Regions from separate parts of the Cyprinus carpio genome. Here region 2 is linked to region 1. The links are chromatin contacts, called in public Hi-C maps. All regions are on one chromosome and are shown on one strand. The core of a region is the stretch at or near the end of the contact, and the rest is flanking DNA. Distances in the headings are between cores, read along the strand shown.

Evidence for each region. Hi-C and Micro-C count contacts between places; a contact is called where the count stands out from the background.
Region 2: a contact with region 1 is called in a Hi-C map of liver, with 6 times the contacts expected there. The contact joins the enhancer-like site here to the promoter of LOC109084313 in region 1. A contact is called at or near these places in 5 of 8 Hi-C or Micro-C datasets (liver, red blood cells and skeletal muscle).

Annotation. Positions count from the first base shown.
Region 1 is chrB7:21,115,454-21,120,964 of ASM1834038v1, forward strand. It overlaps LOC109084313 (chromodomain-helicase-DNA-binding protein 9-like), which reads left to right and starts at 4,116. Exons shown (of 39, transcript XM_042727879.1): 1 at 4,116-4,430. aktip (AKT-interacting protein) reads left to right here. Exons shown (of 10, transcript XM_019107011.2): 8 at 228-335; 9 at 1,838-1,898; 10 at 2,151-3,227. The coding sequence ends at 2,258.
Region 2 is chrB7:21,170,512-21,175,907 of ASM1834038v1, forward strand. LOC109084313 (chromodomain-helicase-DNA-binding protein 9-like) reads left to right here. Exons shown (of 39, transcript XM_042727879.1): 20 at 217-327; 21 at 798-994; 22 at 2,069-2,268; 23 at 2,377-2,536; 24 at 5,089-5,178. Among protein-coding and RNA genes, the nearest start is that of LOC109084357, 17 kb to the right of the region's middle. Within about 2 kb of position 3,745, at least 1 of the 8 cell types and tissues checked has an H3K27ac peak or open chromatin away from gene starts, as enhancers often do.

The DNA of each region.
Region 1 (5,511 bases), core at 2,866-5,365:
CAACCACTGAAGTTGCTTCTGTTTCGGTGAAATGAAGTAAACACAATATCTCTCACGTGACCTTGTCCATAGCCTGTGTAAGTCACATGAAGATGAAAGCTTGTTTAGCCCCCACCCCCAACCACATTCATTTCCTCTTAGCTGTGCCTTCCAGTAGTTAAGAGCTTGTTTTGAAGTCCTATAAACTTGACTGCTTTTGCTTACTTGTATTCATGTTTTCTGTGCAGGTATGACAAAGACATCCAGCTCTTCAAAAGCAAGGTGGTAGACAGTGTCAAGCTATGCAATAGTCACCTGTTTGATCAGCCCAAGATAGATGACCCTTATGCAATAAGGCAAGTACAGCACTTAGATATTGTATTGTGTTGATATTGATATTGTATGAGATATTGTAATGTTTTCCTCCACTATTATGAAATCTTATGCTATATTTACACTGGGACAAAATATCTGAACTCACATCTGACACAGATTGCATATTGTTTTTTTTTTTTTTTTTTTTTTGGATCTGCTCTTGAGACACTTAATCATATACCTATCTGATCTGAATACAAGTTTGAACTCCAAGCTACCACAACTCGCAGAGATGGAAACTTTTTTGGAAACTATATAGATAAGATATTGTGTACATTTGGGGAGCATATGAGCCAGTGGCCCATGAATATTATTATCTAATGTTATCACCTCATATTTTTCATCAATGAGGTGATAACAGTAGTGTTTTTGAAGTAAACTCTTTCCAATATGCGCGCCACTGAGTGGCGTCTGTACTTTCCAGTCAGAGAGCGCCTGTCCATCAAAAGCTCACTATCCAATCAGAGTAAATCCCTGTTAAGCCCGCCCCCACGAGAGGTTTGTGTCAAAACACCAAACGAAAAGCTGCGAAGCGTAAGCGAAATCTGTGGCAATGCATTCAGAATCCACGATTACCGAAAACGAATCTTTGAAAAACATCAACAAAGAATGAAGCATATTTGAAGAGCCTGTTAAATTTGTGCGACTGAGTTCATTTTTTTTCATTTTCATTGTGTTTTTCTTCTTTTGTAATGGCACATTTTTGATAGTTTCTGAAAAAGTTATGTTCAGTTTTATAGTTACGTTCATTTTTATTGAACCAAATGTAATTCCATACGCATACACATACTGTATACGCACTGCAGACGGAGTACGTGTGAACCTTGGGCAATACATATATTTCAGCACCTGAGGCACCGCTGATTACTTAGTGATTACCAATGCATGACAAAAAAAAAAAGCCCTGGACACGCACATTGCTATAAATACACCCCAGTGACTTAAAGGTGCCATATGTCTGGACATTTTGTTTGACATTTTTACTTAGTGATTATTTTGACTTATGTCTGTTCTAGAGGCATGTTACAACTTTTTGATAAAGCTCTCATTGGTTTTCTTTTGGAAATGTTTCAAATTTATACTGAATGCATTTATGACTGTAAAGCATGTCTGTGTGTGTCAAAATCGTGATTAAAATCGAAATCGCAAAATTGATCAAAAAATCGTTATAGGTTTTTTTTTTTTTTTTTTTTTTTTTTTTTTTGTCCATATCGCACAGTCCTAGTGGAATCATTCTAGTTTGGTCAGAATAAATGTAAAAACCGATATTGAATACAGGCAAGACAAAAATCAGTCAAAAGACTGGATTTGTGCAATAAACCTTAGTGTAAATATAGCCTAACTATTTGAAACTTGGATTCATTTGTGAAAATGAAACCAGGAGATTTAGTTCAGTGTGGTTAAAAGTTCAGTGTTGAGTCATCAGACTGGACTTCGGCTCATTTGTTTTTCCGCATCTGATGTTTGTGTGTTCTCTCTGCAGCTTCTCTCCGTGGAATCCAGCGGTGCATGAAGAGGCAAAAGAGAAGATGTTTGCACATAAAGTGAGTGTGTGACGCTCCCCTGACTGCTCCCCGCAACCAAGTAAAAACTGGCTTCTTCCTGGTATCTGATGCATGTCTTGTTTTAAAGCATGAGCTTGTGTGTGTGTGTGTGTGTGGGGAACACGGTTTCCTTTTCTATTTCCTGTTGTCTTTTTCTACTCTACATACTTGTGGGTTGGTTAAAATGTGAATTGTTGTGAAAATGTAATTACACCCTTGGTGCTTGTGACCAATGGTCTTCTCTTGTTGTAGCGGCGGCCAGAGGATTATAACAAAGGACTGCCGGTGTCTGGGCTGTCTTGGGTGAAACCTGGTTCCACTCAGCCCTTCAGCAAAGAAGACAACCCCCTTCAGACGTGAACATTCAGCACTTCAGTCTGTCCACCAGGAGGGGCACTACGCTACTGTGGCTGCGTCAAACCACATGTATAGAATTCTGATGCAGTTCTATGAATTTCATCTTCATTGGCAAAACCCTCGCTCAGCTTTAAAAGAAAACCATTTTAAACTGCTACAACGGCTTAAGAATTATAGACAGGTTCCCAGTTTAGATTTTAAGACCCCACTGGTTCATTTCAGTGCTGAGGCTTGAACGCACAGACGGCACAGAGATGGTTGTAGTCAGTACTGTTACTCGCACATGTTAATCAGGCACAACAAACCACCTCACTTATTTGTGTAGGCCATGCTCTTCTAATTGATAAACTTGGTTTTCCAACTAATAATTTGATGGATTTAATAAGTTTTTCCCATTATTTTCCTTTCCCTACAAACTCGGTTAGTAAGTTTTAATTTCAAACATACATTTGCAGACTGGGACAGAACGCTTTGATTTTGCTTCTTGACGTGTTTGGGTTGAGGTCGTTTTTTGTGTGTAATATCCTGTGTATGAAATAGTTTTAATGTAAAATACAGAGCAAGACAAGTACTATTCATTATGACACTAAGTTAATCCTCATTGTTCAGTAATGTTATTCACTTTTATTGTGTCCTAACGGTTTGATCTAAATGGGTTTGAAGTGTAAATAGTGGAGCAGATCAATGAAGTGAATGGCCTCTATAGAGTCCATACAGTAGCTCTCATTTATTTATCTAGAAATTTACGATGGTTTAAATTTTAGATATTTTGCTGTTTTACAATGCTTTTTTTGTTTTTAAGTTTATTTTGGACGGTTTCAGTAAGAATACTGACATGAGCTCAGCTGTGTAAGTAATGTATTTTTTTTTTTTTTTAAGTGTTATAAGCAAATAAATGGATAAACAATGAAAGTGGTCTGATTTTTGTATTTAGTCGATAGATTTTTGCAATAAAATGTTTGTGTGTATTTATGAGTGTGTGTGTGTGTGTGTGTATATATGTGTGTGTGTATATGTATAATATGTATAATTAAAATATATATATATATATATATATATATATATATATATATATATATATATATATAAATAAAAAATGTGTGTCCCTGGACCACACAACCAGTCTAAAGTCACTGGGGTGTATTTGTAGCAATAGCCAACAATACATTGTATGGGTCAAAATTATCAATTTTTCCTTTATGCCAAAAATCATTAGGATATTAAGTGAAGGTCATGTTCCATGAAGATATTTTGTAAATTTCCTACCTGTCAGAACTTAATTATTTGATTAGTAATATGCGTTGCCTAGGGACTTCATTTGGTCAATATTTTCAGATGCCAGATTTTCAGAATCGATTTATATTGGCCAAATATTGTCCTATCATAACAAACCATACATCAATGAAAATCTTATTTATTCTGCTTTGATAAATCTCATTTATATATATATATATATATATATATATATATATATATATATATAGAGAGACCCATATGATTGGTTTTGTGTTCCAGGGTCACTTTTATTGTGTCCTAACACACACACACACTCAGCGTTTCTAATATTGTACTCTGATTATAAATTGGTGCTGGATAAAACAAGTCATTTTGGTTCTTGATTTATACGCATTTTCTATTTGACATTCTCCAGTTTCTGCTGGATTTGTCATGTCAGTGTTTACAAGAAGCAGTTCCCAAAAGATCCACCAGAGGTGCTCAAATATCAGCGGCATCGACAGCAACTTCCCCCACTTCTCTCCTCCCACTGCCTCCACTGTCACAGGCGGATTCACCGTCCATGTAAAGCCCTCGCTGATTGGCTGACGCCCCGGCACGGCCATCTTGTTTGTTGAACGCTCTAACTTCACGTTCTGCGTTCAGTACGCTCATGTTACAGATTACGAGTAACATTTCAAGGACGTGATATGGATCTTTGCTAAAACTCAACTTGAGGACCCAAAACGGGCGTCCCAGTTAGTCCAAACACACGAATTCAACTTCGACCAATCACAGAGGACGTAACACATATGCAAACGTGCGTTTATCATCATCCTACGTCAGCAGCGCTGGAACCGCTGAGGTCGCCCAGCCGCGATATCAACTACGCCAAAAACTTCGCTATTTTAGCTCTCCGTAAATGATCGCGCTGTCACCGCGGGATTTGGCTTCGTTTGGGTAAGTTCGTTTATTTGTTTCCTCTCCTAGGCTAATGATAATGTAGATGGTTACAGAGTGCGACAGTGCTGAAACTCGGGTGGCTGTCAGTCCTGATGAGAGAGAGACAGAGAGAGAGAGAGAGAGAGAGACTGAAGGGAATCCCAGTCGGGATGAAACAAACACTCGTAGCACCTGAGCTCAGGTAGACTGTCACGATATGAGCTCCACGTGAAAGGCACGACATGGACAGCACTGTTTTTCCAGCAAACGGTGGTTCTGAACTAACAGCGACCGAGCGCACCTCGGAAAGTAGACCAGATTACCGTCTCAGGACGAGCGGTACAGGAAAATAACAGTTTGTATTTCAAGGATTATCGTGTTCCTTCGCTCTCGTGACCAAACATGAAGAGGACACGCGTTTAAAGTTGGAAGTGCTGTGCTTGCAAGGCTGAAGAGCGCGAGCCAGGTGATGTTCTGGAAGATGCAGATGAAGGGTATTTCATCTGTAAGTTACTGGAGTGTAGTTTTAGACAGGTGCGCTGTAAAGACTGGTAGGATTACACTCGTGATCACTGGAAGATGGGGTTAAGTAATGTTAAGTCATAAACATGCTGAGGTTTCTGACCCACGCACAAAGTACTGTGGTATTACCATGGTATCATGTCATATGAGGGATTCTTCAGTTAGACGCTTTAACTACTTTGAGAGCTTGTAAAGTAAAAATTTCAAATAATGACATGCCATTGACTCTCAGATCAGGATGGAAAAATTGTACATTTTAAAAAACCCAGTTGCTTTCAGCCTGATGGTAATAACACCATTTTTTTTTTCTCTCTTATGAAAAAATACACTTAAATAACATGCATCTTAATGAAAACGTGAAAATTTTATTTATTTTTTTAAAGAGAGGTTGAAGGGTCTTGATAGGCAACAGGTCCAAAATGGGGGAACACTTTATTATAGAATATTATTTTGTTTAAAACCTAATAATACATCCTTTAAAATGATACAACAAAATAAATCATAGGATTTTTTTTTTTTCAAAATAAACCCAGGTGAAAGAAAAAAAAAAACCCTCCTAGCTGTGGAATAACCCCAT
Region 2 (5,396 bases), core at 2,495-4,994, 55 kb after region 1:
AAAAAAAAAAAAAAAAAAAAAAAAAAAATATATATATATATATATATATATATATATAGGAGAGAAAAAAAAACACTGGAATTTTTATTTTATTTTTTCAATATTTGCAGCCCTAATTCTTGTGTATTTGCGCTTATGCCTTCCATATCTGACCTGCAAGGGTCATTTTAGAGACATTATTTAACATGTTCTCATTTGTTTTTGCTGTGTTCACAGGCCAGTTTTGTTGCTTCAGGGAACAGAACAGACATCTCTCTGGATGACCCTAACTTCTGGGACAAGTGGGCTAAGGAAGCAGAGATTGACATGGATACAGTCAATGGCAGAGTAAGTTATACACAAACTCTGCCATATCAACGTTTAACAGTGTAGCAGAGAAGCCCACATCCTCCTACCTGACTCTCCAGTGCCAGGAAGACTTTGAGAACTGCCTAGACATCTGTGTTAATAAAACGTTACAAGTTACAGAAAGCTCCTTTGTTTGTCAGTGGCTGATGGGAAAACCCCCATAAATGAGATTTTGAGCAGAGAGGCATTGCTGTAAGAGATGACAGGATGCTGGCTAACATGATTGTATTTAATGTAATGTACTCTCTGAAATAACTCAATCATTGTTTTCTGTGGGCTCTTCTGTATTTTAGTTGTAAGTGCTGCACTTGAGAGCAAAGAGCGATTGAAAGCAAACATCAGTTTTAGTGAATGCGGTTAGCCTTATTTAAATGCATAGCACTGCTCTCAGTAAAGGTGGGTCAGTGGTTCTGTTTTAACTGTTGTTATTTGTTGTGGTTTTTCTACAGAACAGTCTGGTGATCGACACCCCTCGTGTCAGGAAACAGACCCGGCCGTTCAGCGCTACGAAGGATGAGCTGGCCGAGCTCTCTGAAGGGGAGAGTAGCGGAGATGACAAACCCAAACTCCGCCGGCCACATGACCGCGTCAACAGCTATGGCCGCACAGAGTGCTTTCGGGTAGAGAAAAATCTGTTGGTGTACGGGTGAGTGATGGCTAGTGCTCTACCGATATGAGTTTTGTTATATGCCAGTACAATAACTATATATACACTACTGTTTAAAAGTCTGGAGTTAGTAAGATTTTTATTTTTGAAAGATGTTTCTTGACCAAACGCTTGTGCAGCTTGATATTTTTGTGGAAACCATGATACATTTTTTGCTAAATGAAAAGTTTAAAAGAACAGCATTTATTTTAAATAGTAACATTTTAAATGACTTTACTATCACTTTTGTTCAGTTTAATGTGTTTAAAAGTTCATTGTGTTTTATATATACATATAATAGACTACATGAACTTTATACCAAGGGCCAGTTTTACTAAACAGGGCAAATTAACGCGAGAGCGAAATTCCAAAAACAGCACCGATGGGAGGGGAAATTTCTGCGGGTGATTTACTAACAATGCGCAAATGAAAGAAAACAGACGCTACATCTTATTTACAAATCGACCAACTCAGTATACCAAGTGCAAATAAGCATAGTTGCAAATAAAGAATAAAGAAATAAAGAAACCAAGAGTACGTTGAAAAGCAAATTAAAAATAACATGGCTTGACAAACGCTATTTTCGTGTTCTTCTTGCATTCCAAATAAATTACGTGTGGAAAAAATCCTCTCCCTTCTACCACGCTCTCTCTCATCTCTGCAGTGCCTCCTCCTAGCAACAAATTGCAGCCATATTCTTTTGCTGTGATAAATAATGGCGCAAATACCAGTTATTTGACGAGCGCAAACGTTAGTAAAATGCGTTGCGTGATTCATTTGAATACTCTCCTCCCATAAATTTTGTGTCTGAAAGGGAAACTCTTGGAAATGCATATTCAATAAGGCCAGGTGCAAAAATAACTGTCCACGCCTTTTCAGCGCTAATTCTTCACTGCGACTTTTTATTAAACCTGACAGGACTCTTTTAACGCCAAAAGATGGTTTGCGCTGTCACAAGCTGTTAGTAAAATTGGCCCCAAATATGCAAATTTAGGAAGTGGGACTCTCCTCAGTCAGAGTTCTTGACACTGATGATGAAATGATGGACCATTGAATTTGTTTCTGTGGTCGTAGGTGGGGCCGCTGGAAGGACATCCTGGCTCACGGGCGCTTTAAGCGTCAGCTGAGTGAGCGTGACGTGGAGAGTATATGCAGAGCGCTCCTGGCATACTGCCTCGTTCATTACCGTGGAGATGATAAAATCAAGAGCTTCATGTGGGATCTGATCGCTCCCACAGAGGACGGCAGGACCAAGGAACTTCAGAACCATTTAGGTATGAGGACTGAATTTCAGTTATCTTTTGCCTTTTGATCTAGTCAGGATTAATGTTTGTTTAGAAAGCATGTAACATTATTTTGATTTTTTAATGTGACTTGTGCAGGTTTGTCGGCCCCAGTGCCACGAGGCAGAAAAGGAAAGAAGATGAAGACTCAGTCTAGCTCATTTGATATCCAGAAGGCAGAGTGGATACGAAAACACAACCCAGAACACATGTTGTCTGATGATGGGTACAAGAAACACCTGAAACACCACTGCAACAAGTGAGTATTGCATCACAATATACGCTACTGTTAGATACACCAAAAATTTGGGGTCGATAAAGTGGTGTTTTTGAAAGAGGCCTGTTAAGTCTACCAGTGTTGCATTTATTTGATCATAAATGCATTCAAAACTGTAAAATTGTGAAAGATTACTACAATTTAAAGGAACTAAAGTTTTCTATTTTAATACTAAAATGTAATTTATTCCTGTGATGGCAAAGCTGATTAGTCCAGTCTTCAGTGTGACTACAGAAAACATTCTAATGTGATGATCTGGTGCTCACGATATTAACTTTCTTATTATTATCTGTGTTGAAAACATACATTTTTTCAGAATTCTCAATTCTCAGAATTCAGTTCAAAAGAACAGTATTTATTTGAAACCCCCCCCCCCCCCATAATGAATGTTTATTGTTACTTTTTTCAAATAAAATATTAATTTATGGCAGGGAAAAAAAAAAGTTGCGCTGACCCCAAACTGTATGTGCATGATCTGATGTAAAATGCACTGCCATATGGCTGGTGTTAATGGGTGTCAACTTAAAACATACAGCACTGTGTAACGACAAAGTGACCAGAAGTCATTTGTTTGCGGTTTTTGTTAGCAGCTGTTGGTAATGCAATGTAGGCATGTCCATGGTTTTGAAAAAGTTAAGAAAAAATGTAGCCTTGGGCAAATGAGCAGTGATGTTCACGATGATAGCAAATCTGCCGATAGACATAAAGACCCAAAAGCTCACAGATACGTCTCTGGTGAGATACTGTAGTCAAGTGTTAGCAAGGCAGTATTAATATTGCTGTGAGCAATTTTTTTTAATTATGTAAAAAAAAAAAAAAAATAGATGAACCAAGAAAATACCTTTTTAGTGAGTTTGATTCATACATTTATAAGCATCCATATTGTCGGTCATGTTATTATGCACTGCTGCTGTTTATATTCAAGTACATTTAGTAACGTTTACATTCAGTACATCTCATTTATATCTGATTTTTGAAAAGTACAGCCTGTTGTGCAGCTCACTAATAACATTAAGCCGTAAAGCAGCAGTAACACCCACTTTCAACTACACAGCCACTCGGCTACATGTGGATGCCTCATGAGATAGATATCTGTCACTCTGGAGGAAGTGTGTGATGCAATGATAAAGGGGGAATCTCCCACCTTAGCCCTGTGATCTTTTTGTGGTATGGCCCACTCTCACACACTTGTTTAGGGGTTTTTCTCTTAGAGAATGGAAGATGAGAGGTGCTTTCAGGTCATGCTCTTCAGTTCTTGACACTAATGTTGTCAGACTCACAGTCAAATCTGGCTAGCTGTTCCCACTCTTTGTCTGTTTGTTTGTCACAAACCCTTAACAGTTCTTGCATTAGAAAGCAGCATCATGTCATGCTATAAACAAGACTGTGTGATTGTGCTTTGATAAATGAACTGTTCTGGACCAGGATGTGTGTGTTGATAGAGTTTATTACTGTATGGTTGGCTGCATCCAGGGCTCTCTGCCATTGGAGAAAGTTCCCTATTGTTTAGAAAGCTGTCCTGTTTAACACACACACACACATAAGTGATGACCTGGGACACAGCTGTCAGCTTTGAATGCGTCTGCATTTTTTCTCAGGGCTGAAATGCCACTAATGTTAGGGTGAAAGTGTGAGTTTAAGTATGAAAGACTGTAAATTCTCTGCCATTTCACATGAAGATCATAACATGGACAGATGTGAATAAGCTTGAAAGCAAAGTTCTTAAAGTCATGCTTTGCAGTCTACCTTAAAAAGTGTGTTTATTTATATAGGCCTATACAAATGTTCAAAAACCGATATAGGATTTTTTTTTATTTTATTAATGTTTTTTAAATTTGAACATTGCCTACATTTACTTTCATGCATGCTCTCTGAAGCAACTTTCATTCAAAAAATGAAAAAGCTGGAAAAGGCTGTACGTGTTAGCACTCATTAACACCAGCCATATGGCAGTGCATTTTCCATCAGATCATACACATAAGCTCATTTACAGTCCTGTTCAAAAGTTTGGGGACGATAAGATTTCATTTTTTTTTTTTTTTTTTTTTTTTTTTTGATAGAGGTCTCTTGCTAACTAAGGCTACATTTATTTGATCAAAACTACATAAAAGTAATGTTGTGAAATATCATTACTATTTAAAATGCAAGTGTTATATTTCAGAATATTTTAAAATATAATTTACATCTGCAATGGCTGTATTTTCAGCCTCCAGTCTCCAGTGTCATATGATTGTTCAGAAATCATTCTAATATGCTGATTTAGTGTTCAAGAAACATTCTAATATGCAATTACAACTTTACAATAGAAAGTTGTGTGTGTGTTCAAGATCTTACATATCCTTATTATTACCAGTGTTATATATATATATAACAATAATTACAACTTTACAATAGAATAGTATATATGTATATATATATATATATATATATTTATATATATATATATATATATATATATATATATATATATATATATATATATATATATATATATAGTACAATTTGATCTCAATCTCTCTGTTTCTGTCTGGCAGGGTGCTGCTGAGAGTTAGAATGCTGTACTATTTGAAACAAGAGGTGATTGGAGTGCAGTGCCAAAAAGTGCTGGATGGGGCAGATGCCAGGTAAGCATTGCCATGCACCCTCTCACCTTATTAGTTTCACTAGTCTGGGAAAACCAACACATCTGAGGAGAGTGTTCTGAATGTGTTGTACTAATAGTGGTAGGAGTAGCAGTACCAGTACCAGTCAGTTCTTAATATTTTAAATTATTATTTTTTTACATGCTGGAAATATGTATTTGATTTTAAGCCTTTAAAACTGATCAAAACCTAATAATATA